Regions from separate parts of the Mus musculus genome. Here all the other regions are linked to region 3. A link is a contact called in public promoter capture Hi-C data. All regions are on one chromosome and are shown on one strand. Each heading gives the region's core, a stretch centred on a gene start, on an enhancer-like site or on the middle of the called end of the contact. The rest is flanking DNA. Distances are from core to core; before and after follow the strand shown. Region 1 holds the start of Tbx19 (T-box 19). Region 2 overlaps Fmo4 (flavin containing monooxygenase 4). Region 3 holds the start of Scyl3 (SCY1-like 3 (S. cerevisiae)). Region 4 holds the start of Fmo1 (flavin containing monooxygenase 1).

Region 1 (3,344 bases), core at 110-2,609, 1.2 Mb before region 3:
TCACTGTTGAGATGCCTTCTCAAATCGCCTTTCTACAGCACAGCATCTAATCAGGACCCTCCCCACCCCAGCCCCGCCTCACCTTGCATGGCTTCCTCCACCACTTCGTCCTTTTGCATGATCTTTATTTTCTTACCGTGGCTGATAACCAAACTACTTCATGTCACTTCTTTCCCCTGTCAGATGGGTCGTTCTACGAAGATATCGCTTCTCTTCTATCACTTCTGTGGAGTGCTTAGTAGGTACTCAGTTCATGTTTGGCATCCTCCACATTCAGACTCCCCCTAAGTTTTCTGCTTTTATTTCCCCATTGCTCTGACATTCTTGTTTTCTTTTATAACAAGATAAACCAGCACCCTAGGCTCTCCTAGGGTTGGGGTGTTCCAGCTGTTTTGATGGTCTCCTTCATGGTTTCTACCTCCCCATCCAGCCACCCTGTGCTGTGTCTTTAGGAGAAGTAACCGTTTCTACTAATTACATCCTCAGGGAATAGCGGGACTCAATCCGGAAGGACAGCGTTGGCCACGGCTGTCCCAAAAGAGAACTGGGAGCCTTTTTGGACCAACGATTAGCATCACTCAGTCCAATGATGTAAAACGTTGATTCCCACCCAGGAGGCGCAGAGTTTTTCTTAGAATAGTTCAGGACAAATTACTTTCCCCCTTCCTTTCACTAGGACTGGAGATAAGAGAGACTAGGGGTCTGGATTCGAGGGAGGAAGATCAAAGTTCAAAGCTGAAAATGAAAAGGACCTTAGAGGTAAAAAGGGTGTGAATGTGGGTGGGTACAGTCAGTGGGGAGATGACAGAGGAGCTCCCTAGGGGAAAGAGGTCTGTAGTTCTTTTCCTCCTGACTTCAGTTTCTTGAGTGTAGCATGCAGAGAGACTTCCTTTATTCTCAGGTCTTGTATCTTGGCACAGAGCCCTTCACCCTCAGCATAGACTGCTCTTGTCTGCAGGGCTTCTGTGTCTGTTCAAGTTGCTAGATCAGGGTGGAGGGAGTTCAGCTGACTACTCTGCCAGGACAGCTTGCCCAGACAGCAAGTTTGTGGCTCCCCTGCCAGCACCTCCTTTTCTATAGGTGCCACATGCCACAATTTATACGCAGACATGATTTGACTGATTGTTGCAGTCCGGGCCTGGAATAATTTTAATTAACGGGAAAACGGTCCTCAATACACCGATTAGACCTCTTCAGGTACAACAAGATAAAAGCCTGATAATTTGGATGGAGTACTCTTCTTAAACGTCTACTGTAGGCAGGGCGGCCAATGGGAAAGCCAGGCTGACTCCCACCTGATCCAGTGAGTAATTAAGAGAGCGCTTTTTCTTCTCCACCTCCCCCCACCCTCTCCTCCCTGCTCCCCAACTGAAGCTTAACAGGTTGGTGGTATAATTTGGAGACTTTCAGGGGTGTCACACTGGAAGCTTTAGCAAGAGCCAAGGCATCTTATTCTACTCCCAGACACTGACCAGCTGGGGTCGAAAAGCCAGCAAGTGAGGGAAGGAAGGAGCCGGAGGCAGAGAAAGTGGGAACGGCTCTCAGCAAAGTTTGAAAGGGTCTACAGCCATGAGTGAACTGGCCACACAGAAGGCTGGCGAAGGCACTGTGTCTCGCCTGCTTAACGTGGTGGAAAGTGAGCTCCAGGCAGGGAGGGAGAAGGGAGACCCTACAGAGAAGCAACTTCAGATCATCCTGGAGGATGCTCCCCTCTGGCAGAGATTCAAGGAAGTCACTAATGAAATGATCGTGACCAAGAACGGCAGGTGAGTTTGACTGCAGCCCACTTGTGCTAGCCTTTGCTTGGCGAGGAAGGTAAGACACCTTTGGTAGTAAAGAGGCTACCACTCTTCGTTCAGAGGCAGCAGGCTCTGAACATCTTAAAGACAGTCTCGGCTGGCCGTCACTCAGCCAACTTAATTTCTTTGAGATAATCAGAGCAGTGGAAGATGGAGGCCACCTGTCTTACCTACATGTATTATATGGGGAATTATTTTGCAGGGGAGCATGCCCCATGCATTGGGGAAGTGGACTCAACTGTCAGAAACTGGTATTAATTTTTGAATGACTGTGTCCCCTGGAGCAGACCTGTGTTCAGTCCTGTTCAGATAATGTGAAAGTTGACTTTATTTGGAAACTGGATAGTTTGTTCTTAAGCACAGCACACCTGTCTGTCAGACGATTTTGACTAGTTGAAGACTGGGATTGAAAGGGCCACATGGCCTATCTCTCTCTGCCTGCTTCCTTGTGCATGTTGAGGGAGAATGAGTTTCGATTGTGTGTTTCACATAGTTAGGAAAGCTGGCGTATAATAGGGAATGAAGCTCTAATGCCCAGTTTTAGGAAAGAGAAGTTTTCTTCTTTCATTCTCCCTGCAAAGAGTGGGGATTGTCCATACCGCTCCCTGCTGGCATTTCTCAGATCCTGTGAAGCTTAGCCTGTTAGGCGCCTTTGAGGGAACTTTAAAGCTTGAGCTTAGCAGAGGAGATGCAAATGTTTTGAAAGAGACTCCCACTGCATGCTCACACATCTTTGGGTACCTATGGACACAAAGTACCCGAAGGACATTTTCAGTAGTGTTAGTTGAGCCCAGACTCTTTTTCTTACACCTTGAGAGAAATTTTGCTTAGAGAGAAAAGTTGAAATTAGCTGAACCTCAGGCTGACTTTTGTCGTTGATAAAAAGCCTTCAATTTCTGGTGTCTTAGCTTTGTAATTATGAATAAAACACAGCAACGAAAGAGAGCTGTCCCTTGTACAGCTGGGAGGATTATGAACGTGAGAGCTGTTGCATGACAATAAACTACTGTAAGACAAAGTTATACAGTAAACACACACATTTTATACACTGCGATCACAGTAGCAAAGCTACCAACCTTGTGTAAAAGTGACAGTCTTTTACTTTCCACACAGACTCCCATGTGTGTACTATACATTTATGGCTTTGAATATTTGAAAATTTAATTTCACACGTTTCTTTTCTTTGTATAAAATATTTTTAATTTCAAAGGTCTACCCCACATTCTCAATCGGATTCGGTCCCTTCCAAAGATGAGCGCAGATGCACTTGTGACTCGCAGCTGTCATGTGGGGAGCACTCTGTGTGTGTTGGGTTACTGAGTCACCACGCCGCTAGCTACGTTCCATTGTTTGACCCTGTACGATGATCTAAAGAAGTACAGCCAATAGACAAAGATATGGTTCAAGTATTTTCCTAAAGGCAATAGGATCTTCAGAGGCGTTGCCCAGTCCAAACTGATAGTAAATGATAGCAGAATGTACCTTTGCCACTTGAAAAGAGGGCCTCTTAACCTTTTTTTTTAAACCTCAGAAAAATTTCTTTCA
Region 2 (3,629 bases), core at 211-2,710, 1.1 Mb after region 3:
AGGGGTGTGATTAAAGATACCAGCCAAGACAAACTGGACTTCATTACCTACATGGACGAGCTCACTCAGTGCATAGGCGCGAAGCCCAGCATTCCACTTTTGTTCATTAAGGATCCAAGATTGGCTTGGGAAGTTTTCTTTGGACCATGTACCCCTTACCAATACCGCCTAGTGGGCCCTGGAAGATGGGATGGAGCCAGAAATGCCATCCTGACACAGTGGGACAGGACTCTGAAACCATTAAAAACTCGAATTGTTCCTAAGTCCCCCGAGCCTACCTCCCTCTCACATTACTTAATAGCTTGGGGGGCACCTGTCCTGCTTGTCTCTCTTTTACTTATCTACAAATCTTCACATTTTCTTGAATTGGTACAAGGTAAGCTACCGAGAAGATTTCCCCCTTACCGATTACTGTGGTACATGCCCCAGAACTCATGAGTTGGTCTCCAGTTTACCAATGGAGGAAGGTGTCTGGGACACCCTCTTTAAACAGATTGGTGCTGCTCTCAACACTGGATCACTCTCAGTAGGGCAGGTTGTCATAAAGCAAGGCTGCCTCTGATCTCATCACGTTTTTTGTGCATTTATTTGTGCCCTTTGAACTTTCTACCATGTAATGACATAGAACAAACCTCTCACTAGAAGCTGTCACTGTATCCTTGAGCCCTCCAGCCTCCAGAACCATAAACAAAATTTACCCATTTCATTCATTCTATTGTGATGATGGGAAATGATCTGAGATGCCTCATTACTGATTGCTAAAGATTAATATGATTGCTTGTGAGGGCTGCACTAAGCCATGAGAGTTCCCCCTCAAGTATCTTGGGCATGCCTACTCTCTTCCCATAGTGTCTTCCAAGTTCATGCCTCACTGGCATGCCCATAGGCCAACCTATCTAGGCAATTACCCGCTGAGAATCTATTTCAAGATTATTTTAAGTTATGTAAAGCTGACAATTATAAAATACCTATCATGCGTAGAATCACACGACTTTTTGTTTGAGGGACTGTGGAGTTTTGTGGGGTCTGGTGTTTCAGGAGTATTTTGGTTTTGGTTTAAGATGAGGTCTCAGTATATGGCTTTGGCTGGCCTTGAACTCTTAAGGAGATCTTCTCACCTCTGCCTGACTGCTGTAATGTAAAAATATGTGCCACCAAACCCAGCTGTCACTTGATGTTTTGTATCTTATAATAAATGATGGAGCCTTCTCAGTTGTCATTATTTTATTCTAAACATTACTTAATAGAAAGCATAGCTAAGTAAATATTTGATTATTGGATGAATAAGTAGTGACTTCATTGACTAACGTTTTTCTTCTGACTCCATCTGTCCTTGTTCTCCTGCCAACATAATCCCTCATCCTCAATTAACTTAGCCTTGTAAAGAAACAAGGACACTCTATTGAGGATGACTGTTTAAGTAAAAGGCAATCCATGGGGCAATTAGAGGAACAATAACTGCTGGGTCACTGTGACACAAGTATGCTGCTAAGGATGACTAATCGGGAGGAAAACAGACTAACCAGAACTAATGAGAAGGAGACCTGGATTTTGATACCAGCTCCCTTGTGAGCTCTGGAGCCTTGGCCAAATTACTTAGCCTCCGTGACCTCAATCTGGAAAATGGTGGCACTAACCACCGGCACCTTACAATGAGCACTGCCTGAGACATGCAGAGTATGTCATTCAGAGTAAACTAACTGCTGGTTGTTTCAAACATTCCATCCTCTGAATTAAAAGATTAGAAAACTACCACTATTTCCTGTTGCTGTTCCTACGGTATAACCAGGTGTGGCCTTTGCTTCCCACAGTTCTCCATGGCAACGCTTTCCAGCTAGTATTGTCCGTGGATTCCCCCATCACCATTCGCTCCAACATGCAACAGCAAGAGAACATTAACCAGGGAGGAACTGATTTCAAGCTTTAGCAGCATCCCTTCTTTAACAGCTGGTTAATGTGTCTAGGTTCTTACTGACAACTCCCCAGTACAAGGGGCACTTAATTTCAAACCTGCAAAACTAACTAAAGCTGACCACCATAAACAAAAGTCTTTGTCTATGCTATTGGTGTCTCTCACTGAGTCCTTTAGGAAGCAAGCAGACAAAGATGTATTTATTAGCCCACCATAACTTAGATATATACTATACTATATATTTTTCCTATATATAAATTTTCAAATAAGAAATCAAAGTGTCAGAGAAGTAATTCTTCTTTGGTCACACAGAAAATAGGAGTGAACCCAGAGATCTGAATCCCTAAAGTCCAGGCTATCTCACTGGCTTCCTTGAGAGGCAATGCCTTTGCCTCCAGCCATCTCAGCTTACCTGTCACTGAAGCCCCACATAGCACTATGTCATGGTCTCCTCCAGGGAGCCTTCCTTGCTTACTTTTCCTCCTCCTTGCTACTTCTACACTTTAAACAGATCTTTAAATATTGGGGGTACCACATGCCATGACTCCAGCACTCCAAGAAAAGACAGTAGCAGGAAATGCCCATCATAACTAACTGCATTTTAAATGATAATCAGAATTTCATAGTAAATAAGAGGCTTGATCAACAACATTAGAAATTAAACTAAAAATTATGAAAATAAGTGTGCTTGTCTTTTATTTAACAACATAGTAATTATAATTGGGATTGTCGGACAACAAGTAGTGCCTTGTGACAATTTACATGACAGCAACTTAGAACAATCCTCAGTCTCTCACTACTTTGAAGACTAGAATATAAAATGAGTGATTTTTTTATAAAGCTTTTATTACATTTATGTATTAGGCGTGCGCATGCATATGCTATGAGGCACGTGTGGAAGTAAAAGGACAACTTGTAGGAGCCTTGTGGGTCCCAGCATGTGGACCATGCTGGTTTTAGGGATCAAGCATCAGGACTTAGAGGCAAGCTCTTTACCTGCTGAGACATCTCTCTATCCCAAGATTAGTGATAATTTTAATAGTCAAAGTTTGATTTTTTTTTTTGCAAAGTGACTCAAACTTTAACTATCTCGTATTTTTGTCAATGTCTTTTGAAATGTCTATCATGTTGGAATATTTGCCAACTGTCTCTATGACATTTTTATTTTTTTTTTCTATATGGAGTTTCATCCCAACTCTGTAGCAAGAAACTCACTGTAGTCTCCCTTTCCTATCTGACCCCAGTCCCCAAAATCACAGATCTTCTCCCTACAACTCATTCCATTATCCTAGCCTCTAACACCAGCAGACATTCACTAGGAACACAACAGCTAAGCAGAACAGGGAAACAGGTAAGCTAACTGAAGTCCCTCACCACTCCCTCCTCCCTTCCAAATCCAATCCCTGTCTTATCCCCAGCTCTGCAGCAGAACAACCAAGAAGCTTTTCCTGGACCCCTGTCCACATAGCCTGTGGATTCCATAGCTCTTCCCTTTCTAAACTCCCTTCCCCCACCCCACCCCCAACTCACTGCTTTGTGCCAGACCCCAACCACAACAGGGATCCTCTGAGACCCAAGAGACAATCTTCAACAAGTAGGTTAAAGATGGACCCACCTCTCCCACTGCTCCCAAATTCCAATCCTCCCAGTCCCATTCCCAGATCTCTAACAGGAAAACGTCTTCTATCTCCCTTTTGTCTTTACCCTCATTCCCAAC
Region 3 (3,657 bases), core at 195-2,694:
CACAAGGCGGTCACTCTGGTTCTCCCCACGCCTGTATCTAAGAGGCAGGACCGCTGGCACCAGCAGTGTTTTACAACCCTCAGGACGGAGCTGAAAGGAGCTTATGGAAATGCAAGACATAAGGAACACTCCCAACTCCACGGATTTTTTCTTGGTTTGGGAAGTAAGAAGGGGACTATGAAATAGTGCCAGGTAGCTTTGAAAGTCACACGAAGGTAGAAAAGGATATTCTAATATGGCATTTTTACTGACTATACCACTTATACTTTCTATAATGAAACGTCGAGTTGACAGTCTAGGATGTGACTGTACACTTTAATCTATCTATGTCTTCCATCCTTCTCATTTCTTTGGCTTCAGGCGAAGCTTCTGAAGGGTTCCATTTGGTTTGGGAGCAGCACCTTGCCTAGGTATTCAACCACATACCACGTGTGCTCTGGGGGAAGTATGTCCCTTAGTTCTCCCGACAGTAGAGACTCTCTTCGGTTCTAGTTCCCTTCGCTTCAAAGAGCCAAAGGTTATGACTTGCCCGAGAGTCCTAAGGATATGTACTCGTTGGCACTTAGATACTGGGTGACAAATCTTACCAGCGGCCCTGTCTCGGCCACGTATGTTCCCTGTCAGGAACTCAACCGCATTGTGCTAGCTGACAAGCAAAACATGTAGTCTCTGTGGACTAAAAGTACTCCGAGGTGTGACATCAGCTCAGAGCACACACATGTCCCCCAACCCAGCAGCAGCAGCGATCCCAGAACTCAGCAAAAGCGACCTTGGGAGATGTTGTTGTCTTTTCTACACGTGAAGCCCGGGGGCTGAGTGTGGACGCTCGTCGGGGACCCTGCACCGCGCGGCCTTCCCGCTGGACTCCAGGCCCGGTCTCTCGGCCCTCCACCGGCCTCGGCCGGCGGGGCTCACCCGAGACGCCAGGCACAGGGGCACCCCGAACTCCCCGGGGCAGCGCTCAACCGGCCGCCCCGGCTCGCTTCCCGCCCCGCCGTCCAGGCCGCACGGCTCCCGGTTACCTGCGGGCGGCGGGAGGAGGCTGGCGGCTCCGCTCCCTCTTGGCCCGCGGCTGGCTCCGACGCTCAGACCCCGGCTCCTCCACCCACAGACACCCCCGAGGACCCGGCTCCGGCGGCTCTCCGAGGGCCCGGAAGCGGCTCAACAGCCGGGCCTTCAGTTCCTCCGACGCCACCACCGAGGCGCGAACCCGGAACCGAGCTAGAGCGGCCGCACAGGTGCTGCGAGGGCGCGGGCCCGGGTAGGTGTGGGCGCCAGGGGAGCCTGCGCCGCACGCCTGTTCCCGGCAGCCGGCTCTGGCGGCAGGGAAGCCTCTCTGCGTGTGTCTTCAGCCCGACTGCAGGGGCATCCCGGTTTTCATGTTTGGGTTTTTAACCAGCCGCTTTTGAGTTCATTTCCGCCCGAATCCAAAATGGCCACCTCTGGCTTCAGACAAGTAAGGGGGCGGGGAGGAGGAGGAGAGGAGTTTGGGGCTGAGCCAGAACTTTTCCGGTTGTGACTGCCCCCTCAGCATCCTGGCCACCAGGATTGGCCTGCTGTCAGAGAAGATATGTATGTATGTATGTATGTATGTATGTATGTATGTATGTATGTATGTATGTATGTATGTATTTAGTGAAGTCAGAAATCATGGCGATTAACGCTTGAGACTTAATTAAGGCTTAAGGTTTCAGATGGAAAACCTGGAATCATAATTCAGCGAAATAGTACAATTAGAAGGAATGTCACGCAAGACCGGAGAGGACCGGACAGGAGGGAAGAAAGTGAAGAGGAGAAAAGGGGAAGGGAGGAGAGGGGAAATAAGGATGGGGGGGGGGTGTGTGGGAAAGGAACGGAGGAAGAGAAGACTACACCTGTGATAGAATTACCAGCTCCAATATCCGCTGACTTCTTGTTCTCTTCGAAAGTTCACCTTCGTTACAATAACCGAAGACTAAATGATCAACCCATTTGCGTGTGGGAGGTCGCAGCCAGCCTCTGCCTTCCTGGTAAAGAATGTAGATAAAGTAACATCAGCTACCACGTCCTGTAAGGCAAGTCAGAATGAGACCAGGATTGTCTTGATCAATTTATTTTGTGCCTTTCTTTTCCTGGAGGAGTAGAATTGAGCCACTTCAACCAGGGCAAGAAATCCACTGGGAGGATGATGCATTCCTGACTCACATCTATGCTGTATCGTTCGCTCTGGGTGCTTGCTCGCATTCTCATCCATTCTTTGATCACTAATCCTAGTCCAGCTGTGGATGGGATCCTGGGTAGCATGTAGCCTGTTTTCTCAAACACGATGGTCACCTACTCCTCTAAAATTAACACTAGAAGACAGTTCCCTGCTGCATGTGTAAGACATGATTGGAAGGGACACACTCAATACTTCTACCATCTACTCACTTCATTTATCCTGGTGTCACTCAGGTTTCTAAATAAACCATCTCTTACATCTCTGCATTAAGATTCCAGATATTTTTGAGGCCACGGGTTAACTTACACATCTTACCCTCAATAGGGTATGTCAGTCATTCTGTCCAGCGGACATTTGATTCTGTAGGAAAAAGGACCAGTATTGTACAGGCACACACAGATTCAGTTACCCCGCCTGGAGTTGGGTGACAGGTGATATTGCTCAGGTGGCACATGGACACGGGCTGGAGATAAGTAAGCTCTGCCCCTGGCTTGCAGTTCACTGATTAAGCCAGGCTCTCTGTCCAGGGAGCCCCAGAATCCACCTGCCTTTGCTTCCCCAGTGCTGGGCTTCCAGGCATAAGAACTTGGATTCTAATGATCAGACTGAGGTTCCAAGCACCTTACTGACTGAGCCATCTCCTAATGCCCCTCCCCACAAGATTACAGATTATTTGCATATGAGCCTTTGTGAAGATTTTGGGCTCACTAGATTCTTATGCCTTTCAGCCTATTTGACCTATTTTGAAGTTACTCATTTTGGCAATGAAAATTCACTTTTTAACATCCTTAAAAACACCATTAATCTGCATTAGATATGGGAAGGGCATTATCTGTAGTATCTGTCTCTAAGTATGGGTTTCTGATTTAAATCCTCCCAATGCCAATCCAAGCGTGAAATGCTTCTTAGCCTCCAAGTGTACACCAATCACCTCAGAGTTTAAGTGAAGAGAAAATAATAGATGTGTTGAGTAGTCTAGGTCTTGTCAAATGGCCTCAGACCTTAGTACAACTGACCCCATGATGGAAGTACCATCCAGGCTGTAAAACTCAGCATGTAGGCAGCACCACGTGCCAAAACTAAAACAAAGGCCTAATCCACCAAAGTCCCTTGTTCTGGGAAAGTCTCTAAATGAACTAACCTTGCTTTTTAGCTTCTGTAGCTCTGCTTCTGGCTAACTGTTCTTGTTAACAGAACATGGTTTTTCTGCTTAAAAGCTCACCCTGAGAAAGGCTCAGGGCTGCATAGGCATCCTGAACATCCAGTGTAGTTGTTGGCTGTCTAAAAAAAACAAAAAAAACAAAAAAAAAAAAACAAACACCTTTCTGTTGGCTTAAACCCATGTCTGAGCAGTCTTTTTGGAGAATACTCCACAATATTTCTGGATACCTCAAAAGATCCCAGAGACCACACTTCAAGATACCGGGGTGGTGGGATGAGGAGGTGTCTCAGAGACC
Region 4 (3,595 bases), core at 89-2,588, 1.1 Mb after region 3:
TCTGGCCAATTATGGAAATGAATATAGTAAAATGATCATGTTTATGATCACTCAGTAGCCTAATCTCCCTTATGTGCAGTTTGTCACCACCGGGGCCAAGTGACTCCTTTAGTGTTCTCCATGTACACACCAACGTAATTTGAATGCTAAACTTTGGACAGTAACCTAGTCCTAACTCTTAAGATGCTTCTGACTGAAGGTCACATTCAAAGGGACATCTGAGCTAACAGTCGTCCTGAAGGCTTACCTTATGGTCAAATTTAAGTTTTGAAATCCTTCAATGACTACCATCCTCAGAGCTTCAGGAGGGTAACTTGAACTAAGAACTCACAGCCAGCAATGTTGTCGACTTGCCAAGTGCTTAATGAGTCAGCAAGATCAGAGCTGAGCCGAACAAACAATCGGAATGTTTGATGTTCTATAGCATCCTCCAGAAGTGAAGTTACAGGCTGTGCTGAAATGGTTAAGAAAATATTTAGCCTGTCAAGAGCCTTTTACTGCCTCAGTCCACCAGTGTCTCTTGGAGTTTTCTTTTTCATGCCTGTAGGAATCTCTTCAATACCGAGGATCAATGATAAAAAAATAATTGAGCAATGTCTCTTGGAGTTTTCTTTTTCATGCCTGTAGGAATCTCTTCAATACTGAGGATCAATGATAAAATAATAATTGAGCAATGCATAACACTATCAACACCCTTATGCACCAGAGTTTCCTATGCGCATGACCATCTCACATAGATTACCTCATCTAACTCCACAATAACTATTTGAGGAAGCCATTGAATTACATATTTTTAATTGAGGAATCTGGAGCTGAGCAAAATCAAACATTTTTCAAAGATTACTTTGATAAAAAAAAAAAAAAAAAAAAAAAAAAAAAAAAAAAAGCTAGTGAACACATTAGAAGCCAGGACTCATGACTTCGAAGGCTATGTACTTCTCACACATCTGTCTTGCATTTCCCAAGCACCTGGACAATCATCTACAGTTAAAGGAGCTTTAAAATGTGTTTAATAAATGTAAGTAATGTGTGCATTTTAAAATAACAATTTTCTCTAAGTGAGAAATGGACCAAAAGTCTTAAAATGCAAGTTTGATGTAGCAGCTGTTAATATGATTGTGAATTTATGTAGCAGATGTTAATTTCATCCTTAGCCCAGGGAAGAATGAAATGAAGGATACCATTATAAGTACCCAATTTCATTTATAGTTTGCAAACAGAAGGATGAGTTTTAAGTACATATCACCAGGCAGTCTGTCTCTCAGCATACCACTGTTGCAAGTAATCAATTGAACACACAAACAACAGCTAACCTTCGGTTCCAATTTTTTTTCCTAACGCTTCTTATCTCTTAGACCAGGCTCATCCTGTGTGCAGGGAACTCCCAAACACTGGCTCAAAACAATTTTGATTGTTACTAGCTCTGGGATCCTAATTGTGTCAGGGCCACTGGAATGAGCAATTACAGCTACTTAGAGTCAGTAACCCCATAAAAATCTCCGATTCCTCTGGGTGAAGAAGGTGGAGCTGAGTTTTTCCTGTTTTTTCTTATTGTACATCAGAGAGGAGTCGTCTCAACAGAACACAGCTCCCTCCACGAGTGACCCTGGGGGAATTTTTCGACCATCCCTTGCTCCAACGTAAGGAACAGAACTTGAGACCTTGTCACAGGAACATAAAGTCAGATTGCTAAACTTCTGCATTTACTGGTAAGTCCTCTGCTGGATGAGTTATTAAGTGCTTCCCTCAGCAGCCTCTAGCATGGTATGAGTTAATGGTTTGTAAGGTATATCTACCACGTATCAGTATGTTACATTAACTGAAACAAAAAGCAAGCCTTTCTGAAAAGTTGACTAACTTAGGTTTGCACTTCACCAATTTTCTGTTTCTGTGTTTCCTGCTCTATTCTGTACTTGGGAATCAAATTTCTCGATTTTTGTACTATTTATAAATCTTATCTGCTAATCTTCAATCCACAAGTATCCAGATGAAGGCTTTGAGAGTCACTTCTACAGTTTAATTCCATATATTTTATGTAAGCATAGAAAACATGGGTCTCAATGCCCAGTTGTTTTCTTAGAGTCTTTACTCTCTTAGGGAACTTGTTATAACCTTGTAAGAGGCAGCATGTGTTATGTGGTAGATGGTTTAGGATTAGGCTTGAGGAAGTAAATGTCTGCTGTTAAGAGGTTACAAATCTCAGAACATACTCTTATTCCAGCCCAGGTCCCAATTATCCATCTGAATATACTACAAGTGCTAACGCTTGAACTGACACAACCCATTTAGGGATATGCTCTGATAGGGCAGTCTGTGCCTGTCAGTATTCTGAGATATTGGCACACACTAAAGAAGAATGTGGGGGTACCTGCCTGCGTGAATAAAGATGCCTTCCTAGTGAACGTGTAAGTGAGTCATACTGGTTAACTGATCCAGTGCTAATTACCCTCAGTTAGAGGATAATCTTCTGAAAAAAACAAAAAACAGTAAGGTCTCCAAGTCAATTTAAAACACACTCAAAAGGTAAGACTTGGATTAGAGGTTCCCAAACTTCCCAGGTTTAAAGTGATGATTTGCATGTCAGCAATTCCTTCACAGTTCCCCCAGGCCAAAGTTCCTGCTAAGTAGTCAAGCCCAAACAAATCTGTGCTTATGTTCTAACTGTTGTAGGCGGTTGTACAGATTGTAAAGAAATTGAAAGAAAATTCGTTTTTATTTCACTCATAATCACACTCAGTGTGGATTTATGGGGTGGCTGAGCGCTGTAGATTCTCAGATCTTAGGATCAGCTAAGACAGGACCTTCTCATGTGTTGTTCCTCATAGAACACTTTCCCACTTTTTATCATAGAAGCTGTTGAGCCCCTGCTTCATAAAACTGCATGGAGAGGACCCGGGGTGTGTGTGTGGGGGGGGTGTCACTGAATGGAACACAGCCCTGTCTCACGCTAAAACTATGACATGCTCCAGGCTCATGCCAGTATCCCAGCACTCTGGAGGTTGACTTGGGGGATTGGCAGAAGCTCAAGGCCAGCCTGGGTTACGTTGTAAGTCCAGACCAGTCTGAGATATAGTATGAGACCCTGTCTAATGCTACGGTGGTGAGGTGGGAGTGGGTTGGTGGGGCGGGGGCACCCTCATAGAAGCAGAAGGGAGGAGGAGTGGATAGGGGGTTTGCAGAGGGGAAACTTGGAAGGGGGATAACATTTAAAATGTAAATAAATAAAATAACCAATAAAAAATACTAAAAAAAATACTTATATCTGAGCTACCATAAACTATGGTTCAAAACACTGAATATCACTGTGCTCTCTGGCACTCTTAAATAACTCAAGGCCCCTCTGTCTTTGGAAATGAGATTCCCCATGCCCACATAGTATCTCAATAATGGAGGAGCATGCTCAATCTGATCTTGTTTAATTATTTGTGTTTTCTGTCATTGATGTGGAGGAGACAGTACAAAATCCATAGGAAAACAGTCATTTCTGACCCTGTCGTTAAACATTAGCGATTTTTGTGCAACCAAGCATGATTTCCCAACTCATTTGGAAATCGGTGTGGTTGAATTGTTTTATTATTTTTGTTAAATTCCTATT

What was found. Promoter capture Hi-C pulls out the DNA fragments that hold promoters and counts their contacts.
Region 1: a promoter capture Hi-C map of neutrophils shows a contact between it and region 3, with 4 times the contacts expected there. The contact joins the promoter of Tbx19 here to the promoter of Scyl3 in region 3. A contact is called at or near these places in 3 of 39 promoter capture datasets (hippocampal neurons, neutrophils and pre-B cells).
Region 2: a promoter capture Hi-C map of the 3T3-L1 cell line shows a contact between it and region 3, with 5 times the contacts expected there. The contact joins the enhancer-like site here to the promoter of Scyl3 in region 3. A contact is called at or near these places in 5 of 39 promoter capture datasets (the 3T3-L1 cell line, embryonic stem cells, hippocampal neurons and 1 more).
Region 4: a contact with region 3 is called in a promoter capture Hi-C map of liver. The contact joins the promoter of Fmo1 here to the promoter of Scyl3 in region 3. A contact is called at or near these places in 7 of 39 promoter capture datasets (the 3T3-L1 cell line, the SN4741 cell line, embryonic stem cells and 3 more) and 1 of 484 Hi-C or Micro-C datasets (embryonic fibroblasts).

What each region holds. Positions count from the first base shown.
Region 1 is chr1:165,158,788-165,162,131 of GRCm38.p6, reverse strand. Tbx19 (T-box 19) reads left to right here and starts at 1,359. Exons shown (of 8, transcript NM_032005.4): 1 at 1,359-1,766. The coding sequence starts at 1,570.
Region 2 is chr1:162,790,767-162,794,395 of GRCm38.p6, reverse strand. Fmo4 (flavin containing monooxygenase 4) reads left to right here. Exons shown (of 9, transcript NM_144878.1): 9 at 3-513. The coding sequence ends at 438. Among named protein-coding and RNA genes, the nearest start is that of Fmo4, 20 kb to the left of the region's middle. Within about 2 kb of position 1,460, at least 26 of the 459 cell types and tissues checked have an H3K27ac peak or open chromatin away from gene starts, as enhancers often do.
Region 3 is chr1:163,927,552-163,931,208 of GRCm38.p6, reverse strand. Scyl3 (SCY1-like 3 (S. cerevisiae)) reads right to left here and starts at 1,444. Exons shown (of 14, transcript NM_028776.5): 1 at 1,023-1,444.
Region 4 is chr1:162,864,353-162,867,947 of GRCm38.p6, reverse strand. Fmo1 (flavin containing monooxygenase 1) reads left to right here and starts at 1,338. Exons shown (of 9, transcript NM_010231.3): 1 at 1,338-1,709.